2 separate regions of the Cricetulus griseus genome follow, and region 1 is linked to region 2. A link is a contact called in public Micro-C data. All regions are on one chromosome and are shown on one strand. Each heading gives the region's core, a stretch centred on a gene start, on an enhancer-like site or on the middle of the called end of the contact. The rest is flanking DNA. Distances are from core to core; before and after follow the strand shown. Region 1 holds the start of Ube3d (E3 ubiquitin-protein ligase E3D). Region 2 holds the start of Tpbg (trophoblast glycoprotein).

Region 1 (6,819 bases), core at 3,148-5,647, 560 kb before region 2:
CCGCCCGCGCTAGCTGGCGCCACAGCGCCCTCACGCGGGCGATCGTGGAGGCGGCCGCGAGAAAGGCGGGAGCAGGGGTTTTCAACCAGCCAGAAGACGGGGGAGATTGAAGACAGCTTTGAAGAATTATTTTGAGTACAATCCAGAGGATCCATCAGTGCAGAGGATCCATCAGGGCTTTGGTGGCGCACGCCCTTAATCCCAGCACTCGGGAGGCAGAGGCAGGCGGATCTCTGTGAGTTCCAGGCCAGCCTGGTCTACAGAGCAAGTTCTAGGACAGACTCCAAAACCACAGAGAAACCCTGTCTTGAAACACCAGAACAAACAAACAGAGGGTCCACCAATACTTACACGAGTAATTTCAGGCTCAGAGTCTGTGTGGAATTGAGAGTTTACCACTATTTTGTGTCTAGATTTCTTTCTTTCAAACACACAGTTACTCCAAAGAGTTTTGTCTGGACCATAGCGCAGAAGAGAAACCCTGTTTCAAAAAGAAAGGAAGGAAGGAAGGCAGGCAGGCAGAAGGAAAGAAGGAAGGAAGGAAGGAAGGCAGGCAGAAGGAAAGAAGGAAGGAAGGAAGGAAGGAAGGAAGGAAGGAAGGAAAGTTTTGACAAGTATTTTTGTGTATACAAGCTTTAAACCACTTATAAGGAGCACACTATTGTGAGAATGCTGTGCATTTCACTATGTGTCAATATTTAAGCATTCTACATTAAGTGTTAAAAGTGGAAGATGACAATTGTCCTTCAAATAAATGAGGTGACACCAAAGAGTAGTTTTTGTTTGTTTGTTTGTTTGTTGTTTTTTGTTTTTAGAGACAGGTTTCTCTGTGGCTTTGGAGGTTGTCCTGGAACTAGCTCTTGTAGACCAGGCTGGTCTCAAACTCACAGAGATCTGCCTGCCTCTGCCTCCCGAGTGCTGGGATTAAAGGCGTGCGCTACCACTACCCAGCTTATTTTATTTAAAGCTATTATTCCCACCTGTGATTTCAAATTGTTGGGATGAAATGGGAATTCATGTAACATGATCCACATGAAGCACCTCAAAGAGTAATTAGAAAACTGGTCTGATGTTACTGTTCTTCAATATACTGAGGATTGTTTTGTTTTGAGGTAGGGTCTTGCCACATAGCCTTGGATGGCCCTGCACTCACTATATAGTCCAAACTGGACTTGAACTTGCAGCAATCCTCCTGCCTCAGCCTCCTTAATACTGGGATTACAGGTATACACCATAATGATTGGCTTAAAGAACTTGTTTAGAAATGCTTCAGGTTTGGTGTGTGGTAATTATAACTATGAAATTATGAAATGGAACAACAATAAATTGGATTTCTGTCTTGGCTAGTTTTATGTCAACCTGACACAAAGTAGAGTCGCCTGAAAGAAAGGAACCTTGATTGAGACAATGCCTCCATAAGATCCAGCTGCAAGGCATTTTCTTAGTGATTGACTGGCAAGGACCCAACCCATGGTGGGTGGTGCTATCTCTGGTCTAATGGCCCTGGGTCCTATAAGAAAGGAGACTGCTTATGGTTTACACGACGTCCTATCAACAGATTTCTGGTGTCCAACAAATTCAGTTTTCGTGATCTGAAGAAATTATGGAACCAGGCTGGGCTGTGGAGAGACTCCAACCAAGTCTGGAACAGGCATTGGGAGGAAGTGAGGGCAAAGACTCCTCTGTGTAAAATAAGTAGCTGTAATGTAGCTTCCTGACACTTGGCTAATTGAGGTGTTAATTCTGACTTGAAAATCTTTTTCATAAATGATTTTAAAGAAAAAATTGGATTTTAAAGGTATTAAAATATTTTTGTTTTTTGTTTTTTTTTTTTTTTAAAAAAAAGAAAGCAGACTGCAAAGTCCTGGGAGCAAGCCAGTAAGCAGCACCCTTCGATGGCTCCTGCATCAGCTCCTGCCTCCAGGATTCTGCCCTGTTTGAGTTTCTATTCTTTCAATGAGCAGTACTGTGGAAGTATAGACTAAATAAACCCTTTCCTCTCCAAGTTTCTTTAGTCATGGCTGTAAGCATTTCAACAGGTTGGATTGAAAGACTTAAAAATTAGCAAAGAAATATAGCCCAGAAACTGACCAAGGCCACTACTATGACTTAGTGCCTGGAATTTACCAACCACCAGCAATTACTCCCTTACAAGGCCATAAGATAGCTGGGTACCAGCACAGGAAGATTTGGTGGACTTTGCAGAGCCCCTGTTAAGGGCCCTACCCTGCCTGGGGAGTGGTGGGTGGATGGAGTGGGGGGGTGGGCTGGGGTGGGGGAGGAGGGATGGGGGTGAGGGGGGGAGAGGAGAAGGGACTTACATGTGAAACAAGCTTGTTCCCTAACTGGAACTAATAAATAAATTAAAAAAAAAAAAGATAACTGGGTACCAAGAATTCCCAGATGGCTACCCTCCCCTGAGGGGCTCACTGGCCAATGTGTCAACAATTAACAATTTACTCAGGCAAGTTTAGTTAGCACATCCTGAGGTCTTCGGGTTTACAACTGGTGGGTCAGGAGGCCATCTGATTCCCAGCCCTCCCCTCAAGACAAAGGGCCTCCTAGGAACCTGTGACTCTGGTCACGTACTCAACAGCTGTGGCTTTTGCCTTTAAAACCGGCAGTGCCTAGAGGTCGGGGCGGCCCTGGAGCCAAACTTGCGTGCTGAGGAGGCCCGTTTGACAAATGTTCACCTTTCATTAATGCCTCTTGCTGTTTGCATCAAGTTTCTGCCTCCTCATGGTGATTGAGGTGCCCGAGGTCCTGGGATGAGATCCTGGGGGCCTGAGTCTCTGGGGGCCTTTCAGGATCAGCAAGGATTCTGGCACTCAGGAGCCAAAGAGTATTGAGTATTACAACTAGGTTGGAAAGGTATTCTGGCAATCTGGAGCCAAGGAATACCACAGGTCACAGTAAATGTAGTAGCTTACAACCCTGCTTCAGGGAAAGGTTTTCCCAGTGTAACAGCTCTGCTCGATCCAGCAGGGGAGGGCTTCCTGGTGAAGTTGTTACAGCTAAACTCCAGTCTTTTGGAGTGTAACAACTCTGCTTCACTAGGGGAAGGTTTCCCCAGCTAAAGTGTTATAGCCCTGCTCCACTTGCTCTGCTCTACTTTGCTCTGGCTCTAGCAAAAGTTGTTTCTCTCCTCCACTCCATTCCGGCAAAGGAAGGTCTCACCCAAACCTCATTTAAGAGATTTATCAAGAGGGAAGAATCCAGGAGAGTGGCTGCTTCTGCCACGATGGAAGAGGACCAGCAGGACAGACCCACAAGCACAAGCTGAACAGACACGGGGTTTATATAGGGCTTCTTTGAGGCAGAGTTTTTCCAGGGAGATTTCCAGGGTGGAGATTGGTCAGATTTCATTCCCTGAGCTGAGATTGGCTAGATCTTGTGCTCAGGGATTGGTTTTCTGCTCAGGTTCAGGGTCAGATTTGGCTCTGGTTTCAGGGCCAAAGTGTGATTCCTTCACTGGTCCTTTTCAGCCTTTTGGTTCTAATTTTATTTCTTCTGTATTTCTTTCACTGGCTCTGATTCTAGGGCCAAAGTGTGTTTCTTTTGGCTCTGCTCAGGGTGTGTTTCTTTGGCTGGCCTTTTCCCCCTACATTGGTGTTTCATAATAGCAACAGTAACCCTAAGACAATTTCCTTTATACAAGCTATCATTGATTTAAGTAACAACCTTTTATTTTTAAAGAAATCCTATTGAAATTCCATGGCCTGATACATTTGTTTACACCATACCATATCCTTTACTGTGTCAAACTTTGAAAATGTGTCTTGTAGTAGCAATGAAATTATAACTTCGCTGAGTCTTTTATTTCTGCAGTATAGTGGGGGCGTACATCAGCAATTACTCATTTTCGTTTTGCTTCTCTAAAGTTATATGAATGATTAGTCCCTCAATACAAGCTACTAGACTCTACCCACTGTGTTTTCATGGCTTACAGAGACCTTACGTCTTTTGCAACTGTTTCAGTCTTGGAGCTATCCTGTAAAGCGAATGCAATACCCCATCGATCTTTGACATTTTGGTTACAATGGACACGGAAGCTAATAAACAGTCCTAGTTCCAAAAAGAGGAGACTCAGATAAAGTGGGCTTTGGGGCGGCCATTCAGCTCTGGAAATGGAGAAAGTACCCATCTCTACTGTTTCTGCTCCATTATCTTCCTCATTCCTACCCAAGCCATCCAGAGGAATCCCTCCCGGCCCCCAAGTTTGATCTTTCTGCTCATTTCAGGGAGAGAAGTGCTCAGATCAAGCCCTCCCTCATCCTGTTCTGTTCTCTGTTCTGGCTCTGTTCTCTGTTCCCCTGTGCTGCAAGAGCAGGGTTGGCGGGAGGTGCACTCCAGGGTCCGCGCCTCAGCAGTGCGTTCTCCGCCCGCAAGGCGGCGCTGTAGCCGACAGGATCCCGCCCGGCCACCGCCTGGGAGCCGCCTGCGACACGTGCTCCCACTCTGTCCGGGTTCTGGTAACTGCGGGCTCGGTCTCGTGTGCGGGCCTCAGTGGGCCATGGCGGTGGCTGCGGCGGAAACGCGCGTGTTCCTGGAAGTGCGGAGACGGCTGCAGAGCGCGCTGCTAATCCTGGGGTAAGGGCGGAGGCGCCGGTGCGCGGGACCGCGTGTGCGAGCCATGCTCGCGACCGAGGCGCCGGTGCACGTGCGCGAGACGGGAACGCGGAGGCGCGGGACGGCGGGGCGAGCGCGAGCGGCCTTAGGCGCGCGCGCGCGAGACAATGTGCGCGTGCGCTGGACGGGATCGGGTGGCGAACTGAGATCTTTATGTTTGCCTGGCAAGCGCTTTAGCCACTGGCCGGTTTCCCCAGCCTGTGTGCAAACTTTTGATTTCATATTTACTACACAAACAAGAAACCTGGCGGGGAAATAGACTTTTTTAGATTACGGTTAGCAGTTTTAATGTTTTAATGATCTCTTCATAGGTTTTGCCTATTTCTCTGTGACAAGTGTTTCAAACAGACATAGGTCTGAAAATGTGTTCTGGAGCAGCATATCTATCTCTGTATCTCTATATCTGTATATCTGAATTTCCTCAGTTTTACGATTGGGATTGAGTCTAGGCTCAGTGCAACTCATTTGCCTAGCATGTACAGGCTCTGAGATCTCTCCCTAGTATGGGGGTGAAGGGTGAAGTGCTAGATAAAGGAGTGGGGTCATAATTTCAAACAGATATCTTTAAGCTCTGTCCATCTTGTTTGGTAATTAAGAGTACAAACATTCCCAAATACAACCCCTTACCCCCCACACAAACAAACAAACAAAAACCCTGTAAGCAAGTTAAGAAACTTACTTTGCTAGACAGCTTATTTGTCTCTGTTTGACCTTTGACTTCTAGCACCAGTCACTTCCCCTGCACTAGTAACAACCGTGTTCTTCATTCAGCCATTCCACACAATGTCACTGTTTCTGGACCTGTGTTGACACATGTATTAGTCAGGGTTCTCTAGAGCAACAATTTATTGAATGAATCTCTATATATAGAAAGGGGATTTATTACAATGACTTAACAGGCTGCAGTCCAACTAATTCAACAATGGCTGCCTATGTATGAATGGAAAGTCCAAAAAATCCAGTAGTTGCTCGGTTCGTGAGGCTAGATAGCTCAGCTGGTCTTCAGTATACTTAGGAATCCCAAAGAAGTAGGCTCTAACCCCAGTGAAGGGATGAACTTGAGAGCCAGGGCAACTAAGCAAAGAGCAAAGAACTTCCTTCTTCGGTGTTCCTTCCAGCAGAATGTGTGGCCCAGATTAGAGGTGGCTTATCCCAGCTCAGATCTGGATAAAGGCACATCTACCTCAAAGGTCTGGATTAGAAATGAATCTTCCTACTTCAAATTAAGCAAAAATCTCTCACAGGTGTGTACTCCATTTTGGAATTTTAGGTTCATTCCAGATGTAGCCAAGTTGACATAGCTTTCACAGCATGCATTGGGTTTTGTTTCTGCTTTCCCCAGCATTTTTTTTTTTTTTTTGAGAGACCATCAAAGACTAGTATAAGTTACTATGTAAACCAGGTTGGCTTTGAACACACAGAGATCTGCCTGCCTCTGCCTCCGCAGCATTGGGAACCTTCAACAGGGCTGTGAGATTCATGGTTCATCTGTGTTGTTGCTTATATTAGTATTCCTTTCCTGTGACTTACTGAGTAATTTTCCATTGTCTGGATATTCCACAAACTCATTCTTCTATTGCTGGATGTTTTGTTTATTTTCAGAAAGTGTTTACTATGAGTCAGCTGCATTAGATTTGCTTTATAAGATTTGTGTGTGTGTGTGTGTGTGTGTGTGTGTGTGTGTGTGTGTGTGTGTGTGTGTGATGGGAGCTGGGTATTGGAACTAGGCAAATGCATTTGCCACTGAGCCACACCCCCAGCCTTGTTTAATGTCTTGTCTTATTATGACATGTATACCCTTGGATTAATACTTAAGGGTGAAATTAGGAAATATCCTACATTATCCTGCAATGTAGGATAGAGGTGCCCAGTTCTTTGTGAGAAACTGTCAAACAGTTCTCTCATGTGGCCAATCTTTTTGGTTTGAGCCATTTTAATGGGGATGAGGAATTATTTTATGGTTTATCCTTGGTGACTTAAAATGTTGAGAACTTTTTCGTCTGCTTTTTGATAATCCAAGTGTGTTATTTTGTAAAGTATCTTATGGTTTCTAACTAATAAAAGCAGGTTCATCTCTAGCTAATAAAAACTGGTTAGTCTTGTTGCTAAGTTGAAACAATAGAAAGCCACATGCGTGAGGATTTGTGGATGTCTTCCTGCATCTGTGGCAGACATTTTTGTTTTCCTAAT
Region 2 (7,033 bases), core at 1,352-3,851:
AAATGCAGTCATGGTAATTTTAAAAATACATTCTTTGGTCCACTTTGAATTTTTTAAAAAATATTCTCATGACTCTGACTTCTGATTTGTGACCTCTGAAAATATTTTGTGTTTTAAAATATTTTATTCTAGAATATTTTAAGATACTTCATTTTCACACATTTGTTGCCACTTCAGCTCACACTTGGCTCTAAAATTCCACGGAGCAACTTCATTCAGTTTTAATATTATTTCTGTCGTAACAACGTCATTAGTCTATACAAAGTGGCAGCTGTGAGGCGTTTACCGTAAAGAACTCTTTACTATTGCCAGCTTCACAACGCTGAACACCATTAACTTGGGGACCTTTAATAGTCTGGCCCTGTAATAATTTTAATTCTATTGAAGCCCTAAAAGAATCCACCATTTCAGCACTATCGTGTCAATGTATATAAGACACTGCTCCAGTTTGGTCTCAGGTCTGCTGACTAATGATTTCTCATCTGAACCAAGACCATTCAGTATCATTGCCTTTAATCCTCGCTTCAAAATACCAAACTTGAACACATCAGGCTTCTTTTCAGACTCTTTATTGATTTTTTTTTTAAACAATCCAGTCTGTTGGATCTCAATGCAGTTTATAAAAAAAAAAAAAAAACAAAAACAAAAAACGGAAAAACCCTTAGGTCAGTTTCCTATAAACTGCAATCAAAAAGTAATTTAGTTTGTCAAAGAAGTTATCTGAAGTTGCAATTTTTCTTTAATATGCAGAACAGTAAAATGTAAGCATGCTCTCGGATGCAGGCGCACCTGTGCACTAGGTTCTATGGAAGAGCTTGCTAAGGTCTGCAGGCAGTTTAGGGATGCAATTATTTTCTCCATAGTTTATGTAGATGAGGATGAAACTCATATTTATGAAAAAAGTATTTTTCTCAAAAAACTTGAGGCAGCTTCCGTTGAATGCTATCTGTGCTACAACTTGAACTGAATAAAGGAAGAGTCCATGTCCATGCTGGAACTTTTGGGGGAAAAAAAATCCCTCCGCAGGCATCGAGGAGTACTGAAAGGAAAAGGGTAAATAAACACTGTATGCACAGTTGTTCATGTTCTTACATTAACAGAACACACCAAGAGTTTTACATAACAAGGAAGCAAAATCCCTTCACTGCTTTCAGTCAAAGTCATTGGTGTCCATGGTGGAGGGTGGAAGTGGAGCAAGCCTAGTAAAGAAAGAACAAAAAAACAAAACAAAACATAAAAACTTGAAGTCTACACCTCATGCAGAGCTGTCCTTGACCAGTCCTGCTTCTCAGACATCCGAGTTGGAACTGAGGTTTGTTAACCTGGGGTCCGCATTGATTTCGTATCTGTAATGATACCCTTCCATGTGATCCCTGCAGGCATCTCTGATGTTATGCATCCACTTTTTAATGCCTTTACGGTTCAAATACAAAACGAGGAGGAAAATAGCGCCTATCAGAGCTAAAACAATACCTAGGAAGACATAGGAAGTCTGCAGGGATGGGGGAAGGATAGCGTCACAGTCCAGGTCAGAGCTGTTGAGGTCCAAGAGGGCACGATTCCTCATTTTTTCTGGGAATGCACAGGTGAGCCTGGCTTTATCCGGCACCACCTCTGTCTCTTTAAGCCAGGCCACCATGTCAGCCATGTAGCAGTCGCAAACCCAGGGATTGTTGTCCAGGTACACCTTGACATGAGCCAGGCCTTGCCATTCGGCCAAAGTGGAGTTGTGAAGGACCTTGAGGGCGTTGTCCTCCAAGTGGAGTTTTTCGAGGTGTGTCAGGTTGCGAAAGGATGCATAGGTCAGGCTCACCAGGGAGTTGTTCCGAAGGTCCAGGTGCTTGAGACTGGGCAGCTGGGCTAGTAAGTCCCGAGGCAGGTAAAGGAAGTGATTGCTGGCCAGCTCCAGGTGATGAAGCCCTTGCAGCGCAAGGCCTGAGCGCAGGGCAGCTGCCACCATGCCCTCGAAGGCCACCATGCCCTCGAAGCTTCCATTCTGCCGCTGATCCTCAGGGGGCACGATGTGGTTCAGGATCAGCTCCACCAGGGAGCTGGGGGCCGAGACGCTGGCGTTGCTGCCCGCAAAGGCGAAGGCGCTGAGGTTGGTGAGAGGGTTGTGGCTGAGGTCGAGGTGGCGCAGGCCCGGCAGATGGTCGAAGGCACCCGCACACACCTCCTTCAGGTGGTTGCCACTTAGGTTGAGCGTTTCCAGGTCCACCAGAGGCGGCCGCCGGGCGAAAGCGCCAGCCGGGAGGACCGTCATCTGGTTGCCGGTGAGGAAGAGGTTGCGAACATAAGAAGGCAGATCCCCGGGCACCTCCATCAGGTTGCGGTTAACGCATTTGACTGTACGCGCCGCCTCGGAGCACTCGCACGCCGCGGGGCATCGCTCGGCTGGTGGAGGCTGCACAGACCCCGAGGCCAGGAAGGCCACCGGGGAGGTGGAAGACGAGGGTACCGAAGAGCTGGGAGCCGAGGCGGAGACCCAACCCAGCAGCACCAGTGCCAGCCGTGCCAGCCGCAGCCGCCCGTCCCCGGCGGCCGGGCCCCGGGAGCCCGCCCCAGGCATCGCGGCTCGCAGCTCTCCGGAGCTGGGACGGCGCCCGCTCCGAAGGCTCGACCGGCTGGGCCCAGCGGACGCGAGCCGCCGCAAGCGTCGGCTGCAAACTTTCCTCGCGTGGGAGTCAAGGGGGTGGGGGACACACCAAAGCTGGAACTTGGCTTACCCCGCGCCACCGGGCGTTCCCCTCCCGGAGCGGCTCCCCGCCCTTCCCTCCAGCGAGTACGCACGGCCGGTAGCGACTCGGGCCTCAGCGCTCCTCCTCCCGTCGCCGCTGGGGTGGCACCTCCTCGACTCTTTTGTTGGCGCCTTTCGCAAGGCAGGAGAGGATGAGCGACCTGGGACAAGCGGGAGAGAAGTGTGAGGACAGCCGCAGCGCCCCGAGTACGAGCCAAGTTGTCCCCACATTCCCCACCCGGCCCCAGCCTCCGCGTGCGCCCTTCCCCACCGTAGGACGCGATCCCCACTCCCGGGCACTAAGCCTGCCTCTTCCGGGCTCACATCTGTACCAGAGCCACCTCCCGCCTTGCTCCTGCCGGGATCGCACTCTTCTCTCGCCTAGAACTTTTCGCAGAGCCCTCTGGGCCCTACGAGCAAAGTTCTCCGGTCCCCAGCTCCCCGCTCCTACCGCCCCCGCCGACCACCTGCCTTCCGGGGTCCCCGCCCCCGCCGCTCCTCCCCGCCCAGGTTGGGATGAGAGCGAAGTTTCTGGTTACGCGACTCTTTCCATCTCTTTTCGTACCTTCTTGGATTAGTGGGGAAAGGAGTGCGGAGCCATACAGCTGTCGCCCACTCCCAACTCCCCAGTTCGTTGGCCCTCCAGCCCCTCAGATCCCAAGGGATTTCAGACGTCTCCAGAAAGGGGGAGGGAACCCGCCACAAAGCGGCCGTGGGACCGTGGGCGGGTTGGCAGCCAGGACCCCCAGCTCCTCCCACTCCCCAGTGTGCAAAGAAGCCCCGGTCCCGCCCCCAGGATCCTGCCCTGGCCGCTGGGTCCCCGCCGCTCACCTCCGCGCCCGGCGCCTCTGAAGCCAACTCCGAGTCCCCGCGCCTCCCGGTCTCCCGCTGCGGGCGCCGACACTCCTTGCACCCTAGCCCCTAGCCCAACCTCCACGACTGGGAAAAACCAAGCCGGGGGGCGGGGGAGGGCCGGGGCTGCTGGACAGATTGCGATCGCGCAGCCCACCTCGGTGGCCCGATGGGGGCTTTAAAGAGGGAGACCAGGGGGATCGGGGCTGCGCGCCTTCTCCTGGCGGAGATAAACGAGCCACGCGTCCGGGAACCGTGAGGGGTTCCCCTTCTGATCCCCCTCCCTGGCATCCTTTGGTGGCTCCGTATTTTGCACAGCGTATTTACCTTGGACAGAAACAAAACGGCTGGAGGATGTCTTGGAATTCACGCTGCTTCGGGCATCGCTGGCAGTGCTGAGATGGATTTCAGCGTGACCCACATCAACGCAAAGCAGCAGTAGAAAGGAACGAGCTGCACACGTTACATCCGCCGCGGCAAACGCCCGGGTTGTGAGGGAGATTCAGAAAGTGTCCTCTCGCGTGGCTCGGTTAGGCTGGCAACTTCAGATTCAGGAGTAGTTAGTTAATGCCTTCCTACCTGTGCCACCCCCGCACGCCTTGGGTAGTTATGAAACTTGTGAAGAGAGTCAACTTTAAGGTGGGGGAGGGTTAGTAGCAAGGACAGTCATTCTTGATTCATTTTGAGGTTTTTTTTTTTTTCTCTCCTCTCAAAATTAAAACCAGAGGGAAGAAAACGGCAGCTAAAACACCCCAGAAATAAAGGCAAATAGCAAAGACGTGAGTCACCCGGAAAGCTCCCTCCACCAGATTCGGTGCGTTGTGTCAGCACAAGTCACTTACGCAGGGAGCGCTCGCGGCGGGAGGTGGGCGGGCTGACCTAGGAAAGAAGTTTGTCCCAAAGTCTGTCTCCCAGGGGGCGCTGGCAGGCGCCGGGTGATGGATTAGGGAAAGGACTGGAATGCTTAGAAGACTAATGTCATTAAATCGGGGAGATCCGGAGTTCTGAAAGCCCTGACGTTGCTCTCTCAAAAACTCTGTATCTTCTTTTCCCCAGTCAAATAATTTTCCCCCGATGTAAAAGGTGTGGGTTATTCCAGTCTTGTTCATTTTACAGAGAAAATGACAGAAGAAACATGGCTGGGAAAACGAAGACCAGTAAAAACAAAAGGGATCACATTAACTATGTTAGGGATTGTTTCCACAGCATGCACCATTGCTGTGGTGGTCCAGTTCTGAATCTGTGGCTGATTCCTTCTGTGGAAAGAGAGTTTACACAAACACCAGCCAAAATGGCCCGGGGGGTGGGGGGGAGCTGCAGAACCTGGAGACTGCAGACATTTGTGCAAAAAGACAGTTTCATTAATTTGCATCTTCAGCACATTTATCTAAATCCTTTTCTCTTATGTTTAAGTGTTTCTGCAATATAAATGTGAAAAGCGTTTGCGGGGGGGGGGGGGGGGGGGAAACCGACTCAGAAGCTGAAGTCCTATTCTATATGGCAATCATGGAGATGGTTACATAAATGCATACATGTGCTAAAACTCAGAAGACTGTCCACCGAAAAAGGCAATTTTACTGCCTAGTTTTTGTAATAAAGTAAATGGCATGGGAAGGGTTTTTCTGGTCCTCTGGCATGGTCTTAAATCTGATTCTGTCAAAAGAGCAAGTGAATCCCTGCTCTGGCTCTTTAGAATTTAGAAAAACAACACAAACTCTCATCGGATCCTCAAAAGACCTCTAAGGCAAGATACAGTAGCGTTAGGACTATTGTCCTGTCCAGTGTCCTCTCTGTTCAGTTTTCCAAGTTTAAAAAGCAAATATCAAAAACTATGGCTTTGAGCGGATCTGACCCCAGCATCGATTGTCTTCTACTTGCCTAGTCATGCCACTTGATAACAATTGCCCCCATTTACTCTGCACCTCACTACCAAGATAAATCTCCTCACTCCGGTTTTACGGATGAGAAAGCTGGCATGAAAGTAAAGTATAGGACATTGTCAAATGGAAGATGGAAATGTAACCAGGCTCAGATCTCATGTCTTCACATTCCACTTCTAGGCTAGATTGAGATATGCAAAGTCCCAGTCTTTTAGAATGCATTCAACCTGCAGGCAAGGGCACACACACACACACACACACACACACACACACACTTACAAACTTATGTAGCTCTAATTCTAATTGCTTTTAATAATAAAAACCCAAATCATATATGGGGGTAAATGCTGAAAGATCAGAGATGCAAAGCAGCCAGCCACCAGTTCTTACCTCTACTGAATCCTCAGACCAAAGGGGCTATCATGTCTCTAGCAATCCTCAGACTGAATGCTTTGAGCTCTGTCTCCTGCCTTATATTCCTCTCTCCATGATATCACTCCGGTCTCTATCTCCCCTAGTGCTGGGATTAAAGATGTGTGATTCCCCAGTGCTGGGATCAAAGCATGATCCACCACTGACTGGCTCTGTTTCTCTTTTAGACTGGATCAAGTCTATGTAGCCCAGGGTGGCCTTGAACTCACAGAGATCTGCCTGCCTTTGTCTCCCCAGTGCTGTGATTAAAAGTGTCTGCCACAAGCCTGCCTCGGGAGGCAGAGGCAGGTGGATCTCTGTGAGTTCGAGACCAGCCTGGTCTACAAGAGCTAGTTCCAGGACAGCCTCCAAAGCCACGGAGAAAAAAAAAAAAAAGTGTGTGCCACCACTTTCTGGCCTCTCTGGCTAACTAGTGGCTAGCTCCACACTCTGATCTTCAGGCAAGCTTTATTTGTTAAATCATAAACAAAATATTACCTCAAACTTACTCAAAACATTTTTGTTTTGTAATCCAGTTACATGGTTTTCCCAAGTGAACATAGATGACTGTGGTATCATGCAGTGTCAAAGGTCAGGTATGCCTGAAGGTGGCTAGGTAAGCAGTATACCTGTCTTTCAACTTTTCCCCTGTGGTTACCAACTAGCTAGGACCAGAAACAAAGTGTTTTATAGCTCCTATGCTTACATGCTGTGAGGACTCTGTATATTTCTTCTACTTAAATCTGTAAAATGAGACCACAAGTAAAATGCAAAGGATTTCCATGAGAATTGGGATGCACTCAGCAAAATCAACTGTTGTTATTATTTTCTCCTTAATTATTCTCCTTCCAGTTATCAATCATAATTTATATCTATAGTCATGTTAATGATACTAGTATAGGGTAAAAAAAAAAAAGGTAGAGTTGCTACTTTTAACGAGTAAAAGTAAAAGACACAGAGCTAACTTTAATTTCAGTCAAACTGAATACTGTGGTGTTGCCCATGGTTCAGTTGGGTCTTCCCGCTTTAATTTACCTAATCTAGATAACCCCTCACAGGCTGTACAAAGTCATGTCTCCTTGGTGATATCCCATAATGCAGAATGGATTTGGACCAACTTCAAATGTTTGTATAGCCTTTAAGAATTGCAGCA

What was found. A called contact is a pair of places that touch in the nucleus more often than the background predicts.
Region 1: a contact with region 2 is called in a Micro-C map of the CHO-K1 cell line, with 2.5 times the contacts expected there. The contact joins the promoter of Ube3d here to the promoter of Tpbg in region 2. A contact is called at or near these places in 3 of 8 Hi-C or Micro-C datasets (the CHO-K1 cell line and fibroblasts).

The regions. Positions count from the first base shown.
Region 1 is chr4:196,578,924-196,585,742 of CriGri-PICRH-1.0, reverse strand. It overlaps Ube3d (E3 ubiquitin-protein ligase E3D), which reads left to right and starts at 4,397. Exons shown (of 8, transcript XR_004769708.1): 1 at 4,397-4,590.
Region 2 is chr4:196,020,738-196,027,770 of CriGri-PICRH-1.0, reverse strand. It overlaps Tpbg (trophoblast glycoprotein), which reads right to left and starts at 2,601. Exons shown (of 1, transcript XM_035443829.1): 1 at 1-2,601. The coding sequence starts at 2,569. The coding sequence ends at 1,289.